3 separate regions of the Mus musculus genome follow, and regions 2 and 3 are each linked to region 1. A link is a contact called in public HiChIP or PLAC-seq and Micro-C data. All regions are on one chromosome and are shown on one strand. The core of a region is the stretch at or near the end of the contact, and the rest is flanking DNA. Distances in the headings are between cores, read along the strand shown.

The links. A called contact is a pair of places that touch in the nucleus more often than the background predicts. HiChIP or PLAC-seq counts read pairs in DNA pulled down with a chosen protein or histone mark.
Region 2: a contact with region 1 is called in a Micro-C map of muscle stem cells, with 4 times the contacts expected there. The contact joins the enhancer-like site here to the promoter of Pde10a in region 1. A contact is called at or near these places in 1 of 39 promoter capture datasets (the C10 cell line), 1 of 15 datasets of contacts at CTCF or cohesin (the NIH/3T3 cell line), 17 of 484 Hi-C or Micro-C datasets (the BV-2 cell line, the C10 cell line, the C2C12 cell line and 11 more), 6 of 115 datasets of contacts at active chromatin or transcription factors (the 230-238 cell line, bone marrow-derived macrophages, embryonic stem cells and 2 more) and 3 of 9 other capture datasets (adipose tissue, liver and pancreatic islet).
Region 3: an H3K27ac HiChIP or PLAC-seq map of microglia shows a contact between it and region 1, with 5 times the contacts expected there. The contact joins the enhancer-like site here to the promoter of Pde10a in region 1. A contact is called at or near these places in 4 of 484 Hi-C or Micro-C datasets (LSK cells, hemogenic endothelial cells, nephron progenitors and 1 more), 3 of 115 datasets of contacts at active chromatin or transcription factors (embryonic stem cells and microglia) and 2 of 9 other capture datasets (adipose tissue and pancreatic islet).

What each region holds. Positions count from the first base shown.
Region 1 is chr17:8,800,179-8,803,127 of GRCm38.p6, reverse strand. Pde10a (phosphodiesterase 10A) reads right to left here and starts at 1,383. Exons shown (of 22, transcript NM_011866.2): 1 at 983-1,383. The coding sequence starts at 1,049.
Region 2 is chr17:8,757,077-8,760,025 of GRCm38.p6, reverse strand. It overlaps a transcript of Pde10a not described here. Among named protein-coding and RNA genes, the nearest start is that of Gm46585, 23 kb to the right of the region's middle. Within about 2 kb of position 1,480, at least 14 of the 459 cell types and tissues checked have an H3K27ac peak or open chromatin away from gene starts, as enhancers often do. A contact at or near this core is called in the C2C12 cell line and muscle stem cells, where this site is marked.
Region 3 is chr17:8,838,432-8,841,380 of GRCm38.p6, reverse strand. All of the region lies in intron 1 of Pde10a (phosphodiesterase 10A), which reads right to left. Among named protein-coding and RNA genes, the nearest start is that of Gm34321, 19 kb to the right of the region's middle. Within about 2 kb of position 1,545, at least 6 of the 459 cell types and tissues checked have an H3K27ac peak or open chromatin away from gene starts, as enhancers often do. A contact at or near this core is called in microglia, where this site is marked.

The DNA.
Region 1 (2,949 bases), core at 134-2,633:
CTCACCCTCCATCCACAACAGCAGCGACTCCCTCCTCTGCGCGTCTGGAGCTTCTTTCCTAAACATCGTCTGCCTGCCTGCCTGCCTCCTTCCTTCCTTCCTTCCAGTGAAGCTGCTTTTGACTTCTTTGCTCAATCTTGTCCCCCTCCCCCTATGACACGCCCTCTGTTGCCCCTGCCCCAGAAGGCTTGCAGACCTGCACCCGGGAGGGGCAGGTCAGAAAGGTCATGCTACAGTTGTCCCGCGGGTCCGAAGGAACCAGAGGTGCCTTTTTCTTCTATGCTAACGCCCCATTGTTCCTTGGCTTTCTTCACCCACCCTTGCACCAGCTCCCCAGAATCTGCGTGAGGTGGGCTGGGGGGCGGGGGGAAAGTGCTGCGTCCTTTTCATGAGGGTGGGTGCACCCAGCTCCATACCACTGGTCCGCGCGCCAGAACACAGTCACTGCAGGCTCGGGCACAGCCCTCCTTCACATTTGGAATCCTGGGCTTCCTGAGCCTTGCCTATCCCCATGGCTGCGTCAGGAATCCAGCGGTTTAGATCCCCAGGACCCCCCCAGTGGAAGGAAGCATATATACTCCAGTCAAGTGATCACAGGCTAGAGAGAAATGTAGAGTAATCGGTGACAAACTTGATGGTCTAAATCATGAGTCGGGTCAATGTGGCCAGGGACAGCTCTAGGAAGCAGGTTAGTTTCTAAACGTCCGGCTCCAACACCCTCCGGGTCACGCTTCCTCTGTGCGCACGCCGGGCTGGGGAAAGCCGGGTGTCCCTACGCTGATGGGCGGTCCCGAACGTCCCTGAGGTGCCACCAGCTTCCTGAGACCCACTGGCCAATATTGGTCTGGTACACACACACACCTTGCAGACTACCCACTACCGTAGCAGCTCCCTCCCCACCCCACGATCTGAACCCCCGATTTGTCCCCACCAAGCCAGAAAACCACCCCGGCCACGGGGAACGTGGGGCCGGGCCACTTACTGGGGCTGAGGAAACACTCGGTCAGCCTTCGGAAGCAACTCGCATTGTTAGAGGGTCCATCTTCCATGTCGGAGCCGAAGGGCAGCGGCCAAACGGTGGCAAGGGGGAAGGCGGCGCCTCGGGGCCGCCAAAGAGTTCGGCCACCGGCGGCAGAGCCGGGGCCGAGGCCAGGGCAGCCCCCGCCGGCGCCCGGAAAATCCGAGGAGTCCGCGCGGCGTGCACCCGGGTGTAGGGGAAGCCGCGGCGGCGGAGATGGCCGGGGCCCGGCGCGGGCAGGGAGCAGCAAGCCTTGAATCGCAGGCGAGAGGAAGAGCCGCCGCCGCCCGCCGCTGCCACCGCTGCTGCCACCGCTGCTGCGGTGACTACTGCCTGGGGGGACGCTCAAGGGAGCTGCCTCTTGTCCTCCTCCTCCGCCGCCGCCGCCAGCATCGCCGCCGCCGCCTCCTCCTCCTCCAGCCGCCGCTGCGCCCTCCCTTCTCGGGAGACGCGCGGGGAGGTGGAAGGCAGATGAGGAGGGGACAAGAGGGGGAGGGGGGAGGGGGGGCGGCGGCCAGAAGTACCAGGAAGATGAAAAGGAGGAGGAGGGGACAGGGGAGGAGAAGGCAAGCGCCCAGGGAGCACGGGCCGCCACCCAACCACAGCCTCCGGCACGGAGAGCGGAGAGGGCGCTGGGGCCCCCAGTGGGGCTGGCGTGGCCTGCGGGAGACAGGGACCGGGACAGGGGCGGGGGCGCCGCTAGCTCCTCCCGGCTGCAGCCAAGCAGCTCCCGGGCCAGGCTCAGGCCCACTGTACTCCGCCCGCTGGCCGCGCCGCACCGGGGTTCCAGAGGGACTTGGACACGGCCGGGCTCGTCCCCAGACTCCCGCAGTGGGGCCTGGGGGTGGGGAGCGAGCCGCTCCTCCGGGCTAGCCATGGCCCTCCTCCCCAGCTTGCAAGGGGGGCAGGCGGGAGGGCGCGGCGGCCCGGACTCTGCGGGCTCCGCCCCCGCAGCACCGGCCCTCCCCGCGACGCTGCCCAGGCTCTGGTCCGGTCCGCCTCTCGGGTCTAGGGTGCCTCTCCGGCCCGGGGGTTCACATCGTGTTCCCTTTGGGATTCAATAGGACCGCGGGCGGGGGGACGAGTCCCGATCGCTGCGCCGGGGTGCGGGCTGGTACGCACGATCCGCGTCCTTCCCGGCCTGGCGAGGCTGCCGGGACGCTGCCTGCGGGCGTGGCGTGGTGTGTGCAAGCTCCGGCCGGCGCCTGAGCCGCGGCGGCTGCTCCAGAGCAGCGGAGAAAAGCGCCGCAGTGCTGCTGCCCGTGGAGGCGGCGGTGGTGGCGGCGGCAGAAGACGCCCACTGGCGGAGCAGGCGCTCCCCGAACCGCCACCGCCCGCGCCCACGTTGCGCGTCCACTGGAACTCAGGTCCCAGCACCCTGGCACTCTGCGTGTGGTGTGTGCCCCTGGCCCGCTAGTCTCCCTGGAGGTGGCACATCTGGATCTGGCGTTCCAGATGCTAAACCCACAGCCTAGCCTCTGTTCCAGCTGTGTGCAAACCACATCCGCCTGTGGGCGGGTGACCTGAACCAGGGAATCCTCTCTCCAGCCCCGCAGTATCAACAGAGAAGGCTTTTGGTCAGAGCTCCTGGAGGGGGGGATTCAAATTTGGACATTTAGCAAGTTTAAAATCAAGGCAGAGTTCCCATTAGAATGTCTCAAAAGGCGGTTCTTTCCGGGACTGCCTTGCCAATACCCACTTTAAAGCGAACTTTAGGTATGTCAGCCCACTTTGTCCTGGTGGGTCTGGAAGATAGAAGGAGCAAACTAGGGTTCGCACACAAAATGTAAAGAGTTCATTGCTTTAAAACCCAGAGACCATCTGTCACCAGTGGCTTACTTGGGCCCCCTATTCCTTCAACAGCCTGGAGACCGCTGCTGTAGAAAAAGTCTGGCGCAATGGGCGCTGAGAACAGGAACTTTGAGAGTTGG
Region 2 (2,949 bases), core at 231-2,730, 43 kb after region 1:
AGAGACCTGCTTCCTAGAGCCAAGTTCACAACTGATGCCAACACAGCTATGCCTGGGTCTATAGGTGAGCAAAACAGTGAATTCTGAAAGGCAAGACCAAGTCACCCCGAAAAACTTCTCAACCGGGTAACAAGACACGCCCACCCAGTGATGTCACTGTGATAAGCACAGGAGGGCTTCCCAGGTTCCTCCATCCTGTGTCCACTAAGCAACCTCTACTTGTGTTGGCTTCCTAGATGTCTCAGCATTGGGTAGTGCCCCATGCAGCACAGGCAAGTGCCCTGGTCCCTAGACATGGATCTGTACAATTGTCAGTCACAATTCATGTTCTGATGAATTTATAACTTCTGAAAGTCTAGTTCCTAACTCTGTAAAGTTAAGGCTAGGAGTTAGACCAGGACAGAAACCAAAGAACCAACTGATCCAAAAATCAAAGACAAAATACTAAATACCATTTTAGTGCCTTTCCTATATGGATTGTTCCCAACAGGGGACAGGGGACAATCCTTGCCCCAGCTCTGCTTTCTACCTGGGCCACACTACACCAAGGGAGAGTACGGTGCTGTATTCCAGAGACTGAGCAGTGCCCAGAAGAAAGGAGAATTCACAAGAGGTCAGTGGCCAGTGCAGGAGAGCTCCAGGCAGGGATGGTCCCAGGTCTCTGGCTGGGTGGAGCCTGAGCACAGACCCGACTCTTTCCCCTCACACTCCATAGCAACGCTATTAATATCTTTCTTCCATTAAAGTTCCACAGATCAAGATGTGGCTTAGTCAGTAGAATACTTACTTAGCACAAATGACACACAGGACCCATACCCAGCACTGCATAAAACAGAGTGATGCTATACACCCGTAATCCCAACACGTAGAAGGTCAAGTCAGGAAGATCAGAAGTTCAAGGTAAGCCTTGGTTATGTCATGGGTTCAAGCCCCTCACACTCCATACTCACAGCCCCTCCCCCAAGATACTGCCTTAATAATAACAGCAACCAACAGCAACAACAATGGAACCTTCAAAGACTGTCATTTCTGGGAGCCTTTAGGAAGCCAAGGCAAAGAGGATAGCTTGTGTATTATCTCTGCCTTCTTGGCATTATTTGGATAAGTGCCAGAAAGACCTTCACTCTCAGCATGCGCAATGCACAGCCATACTGTCTCTCCTCCCACTCTAAGCTTCTTCACTGTAACAATACCATCCAGGGCAGAAGCACAAAGCAGAATCTACCCCAAAGGACCCCTTCTCCTCTCTATTTCTCCTCCTCCTCCTCCTCCTCCTCCTCCTCCTCCTCCTCCTCCTCCTCCTCCTCCTCCTCCTCCTCGTCCTTCTTCTCCTCCTTCTTCTCACGATCACTGGACACCAGTCTCTCCCAATGCAGTCACTCTCTGAGCTGCCAAGGATTTTTTTCTTGGGTGCTAATCTCTCCAGCTGTTTACCCCACCACAAACCCATCGCATTACGTCATGCTTTGGACTCAAATCTACATATTTCCCCAACACCCATGTCCTCTGTGGACTGCAGGGTATGTATTGCTCCTCTCCACATCCATGGCCCTGTGATCTCCACTCCATGCTTGTTCACCTGGTAAGACTTAGCCACTTTACCTCCTTGGAAGTGGCTAAGGCAGAATGACCTCTGGCCTTGATTTGTCTGTGGCCAGGATATTCTCCCAGGCATCAGCCTGGGTCTGTGCTCAGGCTCCACCCAGCCAGAGACCTGGGACCATCCCTGCCTGGAGCTCTCCTGCACTGGCCACTGACCTCTTGTGAACTCTTCTTTCTTCTGGGCACTGCTCAGTCTCTGGAATACAGCACCGTACTCTCCCTTGGTGTCGTGTGGCCCAGGTGGAAAGCAGAGCTGGGGCAAGGATTGTCCCCTGCCTCCTGTTGGGAACAATCATATAGGAAAGGCACTAAAATGGTATTTACAAGCAAAGGAGCCAATGTGACCAGCACCAACGGAGCACACTCAGCTCAACAGAGACCTTTGTGATCACGTGTGAAAGACCTACTTTTCATAGTCACATCAAAGAGAGAGTCAAGAAGGTGTAGTGGTTTCCTAACCACACGCATACTTTTTGAAGTCGGTGCTCTGTATTTGTCAGTTATTTCCTCTGAATTGAAGCATTCCCTCCTGGCAAAGGAAGGGTAGATATTTAAAAGACTCACATGATACACTCCCTCAAAGCAATAAGCAATAGACAGAGGAGAGATGGCCCTCAGGCTGAGCTGCCTGCCAGTTGTACAGGGAGCGCAAGGGATGCCAAGTTTTTGAGTCATAAGCCTGGGCTGGGCTGGGCTTTTCATGGATGTAACTGCCCTTGATCATCTATGCTTCTATTACGTAACGTCAATAACTTACTGGATCACTGAGCTAGACTTGGGTGGGATCATATTATCTTTCTTCAATCATCAATTCTCTGTATGGAATGACTTCACATCCCTCATACACAAAATCCACACAGCAGAGAGTCCCTTGGTCTCTACCTTAGAACAGAAAGAGATAGCCATTTCCGCACTTTGGAAACTTTCTTTCAAGGTTCCAATAGTCTGGTTTTATGAAAAGATGAAATTGATTGGGAGTATTTTGCCAATACTTGGTTAGCAACAAAGCCATGAGAGTTGTAGAGAGTGGGCATTATCCTCACACTGCTCCTGCTGGCTGGTGATCAAGGGTGGCCTCTGCTGCAGGGCTGAATTGCTAATTTGATGGTTGCATTTTATCAAGGAGTCTGCTCTAACTTCAGAAATCTGATTGAGTTCACATCCCTCTATTCGGTCCCTTGCTAACATCGTATGGTAACAATGTCCTTCCAAGCTACGGGGCATCATCCTGGACACTTTGCTCATGAGGTTCCAGCTCATAATGACAGGAACACAGGGAAGGGCTGGCAGTACGGTCCTGGGGTTGATGTTGTCATGGGTCTGTTCATACCTGTTGCGTTGCAGGAG
Region 3 (2,949 bases), core at 296-2,795, 38 kb before region 1:
ACACTTGACAGTTCCGTGGTAGAAAACGGTGTGTGAGCTGCACATGAGCTTTTCATCCTCTGTCATTAGGAACGCCCACTGAGGACATCCCATGAATAAAACATGAAAATAGCCCACACTACCTTCTCCCGCCTGTGTGAAGATGTGTAGCCAAGTCCTTAGTTGCTGTTGTGGTTGTAACCAGAGCCCATGCATAAAAGTAAAAACACAGTCCAAATTAGCAAATAAAATATTTAAAGACTGTGACCAAAAAAAAAAAAAAAAAACTTTTTTTCTTTGTTTAGAATCATTTTTATTTTTCCCAGTTTTCTTTGCATGGGCTTTTGTTGTTGTTGTTTGGTTTTATTTGTTTCAATACAAAGTCCCACCAGGTAGCCTTGACTGACCTGGATCTCACCACATAGACCAAGCTGGCCTTGAACTCACAGAGATTTGCCTGCTTCTGCCTCCCAGGTCCTGGGATTGAGGGGGTGGACCACTATACCTGCCAGAGAACTTATTTTTAAGTAGAACTAACTTGGAATTCTGCACGGTGCCACAGGTATGTTTTAAATTGAACATGAAGCTCGCACTGCTTCTACCTCTGTACCACATGGTGAACCAGAATCTCGAGCTCTCCGCGGAAGCTGCTTTTGAAGAGTTATACTATATACTTTTTGCATGTTTGAGATTTTTTTAAATGTAATAATCTTCTATTTGGTAATCCAGGGTCCAATGGAACAGTTTTTAAAAAAGATTTATTTATTTCTTATATATAAGTACACTGTAGCTGTCTTCAGACACACCAGAAGAAGGCATCAGACAGATCTTATTACAAACGGTTGTGAGCCACCATGTGGTTGTTGGGATTTGAACTCAGAACCTCTGGAAGAGCAGTCAGTGCTCTTAACCGATGAGCCATCTCTCCACCCCCAAATGCAGTTTTAAAATGCCTGTTTGAGGCCAGCAAGATGGCTCTGTGGGGAAACGTACCTCCCACTAAGCCTGGACAACATGAGTTCAGGTCTGGGGTCCACATGATGAAAAGAGAGAACCAACTCCCAAAAGGTATCCTTTGACCCCCTCCTATGCTGCGGTGTGCACGTGGACACTTGCATGAATGGACACTCACACGTGCAACTTAGAAAATCACCATAATTTTAAAATTAATGCCTGTTATACACTTAGGGGAAGCCATGAAATCATGAAGGAGATGCAAAGTTGTTACTTAAATCTTACATGATAGTACTTAACTGAGTTCCTCTTTCAAACAGCAACACAAATGATAGAAAGCTGCATTTTAGTTAACTGTACTCCATGGGCTGGAGAGATGGCTCAGTGGTGAAATACTTACTGCTTAGAAGCCCAGGTTTGGTCTCCAAGATCTGGATAGCAGCTTGTAATCGTCTCTAATTCCAGTCCCAGGGTATCCAATGCCCTCTTCTGATGCAAAAGCAACAAAATCTTTTTTTAAAGCTATACACTAGCCCTTACTTCTCTCTTTGGCTTTGATACAGCCAGCGATTACAACTGTCAACCTGTGATTTCGGTTTGTTTGGGCAAAATGCCATTTAGACAGTGGGGTGGAGCCAATTGAACACCGCGCTCTACAAGCCAACCTCCCTGACCCTGCGTCTTCATTCACTGGCCCAGGCCTGGAAATTCAGGATGCTGGCCTGGGTCAGGGCTCCTGTCTGGGAACATATGACCAGGAGCATTGGTGTATCTTACTGCCTCGGTTCCCACTGACTCTGCTCCTTGTCAGTGCTTCACCAGGTCTTACTGCCTCAGTTTCCACTCTGCTCCTTGTCAGTGATTTGTTCCTGTACCCTGGTGGACTGCAGCTACCCTGCTCTCTGTTCTTAGCCTTCGCTGTTCAGAGCTGACTTTGTCTGGTTCCAGGAAGCCAGGCTTGTCTGACTCCTGCCTCACAGTACTTCTCCACTCTCTGGCTTGTCCAGCCTCCAGAAACAGCCCCTCCGTCACCAAGCCCTCCCCTTCCCCCACCAGCTCCCACTGGCCTCCTGTGCTTTGTACTCAGCTTCTTCCAGGAAAGGTTCTCCTTACGTCTTTCCTGTGACCCCTGTGGACAGAAGAGCTGTTCTAATTCTCATCATTGCTGTAGGGCAGTATTGGTAGTATCTAGCAGGTTCTTCCAGCATGAAAGTCAGTCAGCTCATAAATATTTGAATCACTGCTTAAGTGACTTAAAATGGAGAAAATATTTAAAACTTCCTAGGCAGGCTTATTGACTCTCCCAATCAAATATAAAGAAGGAATTCGGAACTTGGGAGTTGCTCGTTGCAAAGAATATAATAAAATTAAAATCTCAGCCAGGGATTAAAGCCATTGGATGAAATTTATAGAAATCCATGTTTAAGACAGCTTAAGTCCATTTGTTATTTTACAGATAACGGAGTTAAATTTGCTAAGCGGACTACCCGTGATAATGATAGACTACCTACTGCAAATCTATCGGCTTTCTAGAAACATCCTTCCATTTGGTCATCTCAGTAAGCTGCCCCAGATGTTTCTGGTACTAGATTGCTGGGCCAGATGTTTCTAGTGCTAGTGTACTCAAAACAATGCTGGCACTTTTACACGTGTGACAAACAGAAGCAAAAGGCAAAGCTGGCTGGCTTGTGATAAAAGCACAAGTTAAAATCACCTTGTAATTTTAAATGATAAAGCATTTGCAAGTCTGAAGTCTTTGTCAAAAGATATAAATATCAAACTCTCCAAGTTTTATTTTAAACCCCCTTTTTAGCAGGGCAATACCTTGTGTATTAGGGTAACCATGCCTTGGCGAGGTTGGAATTACTGACACTTTACTGGGAATGTCTTAGCTTTACTCACACGGTGACAGCAGCACCTCGTCTGTGGCCCTTCAGCTCACCCAGTCCTTGCTGGAAGTCCCTGTCAGTTTCTGCTTCCTCAGCTCTGCCCTCAGGTTCCTGTTGGGCTCACAGC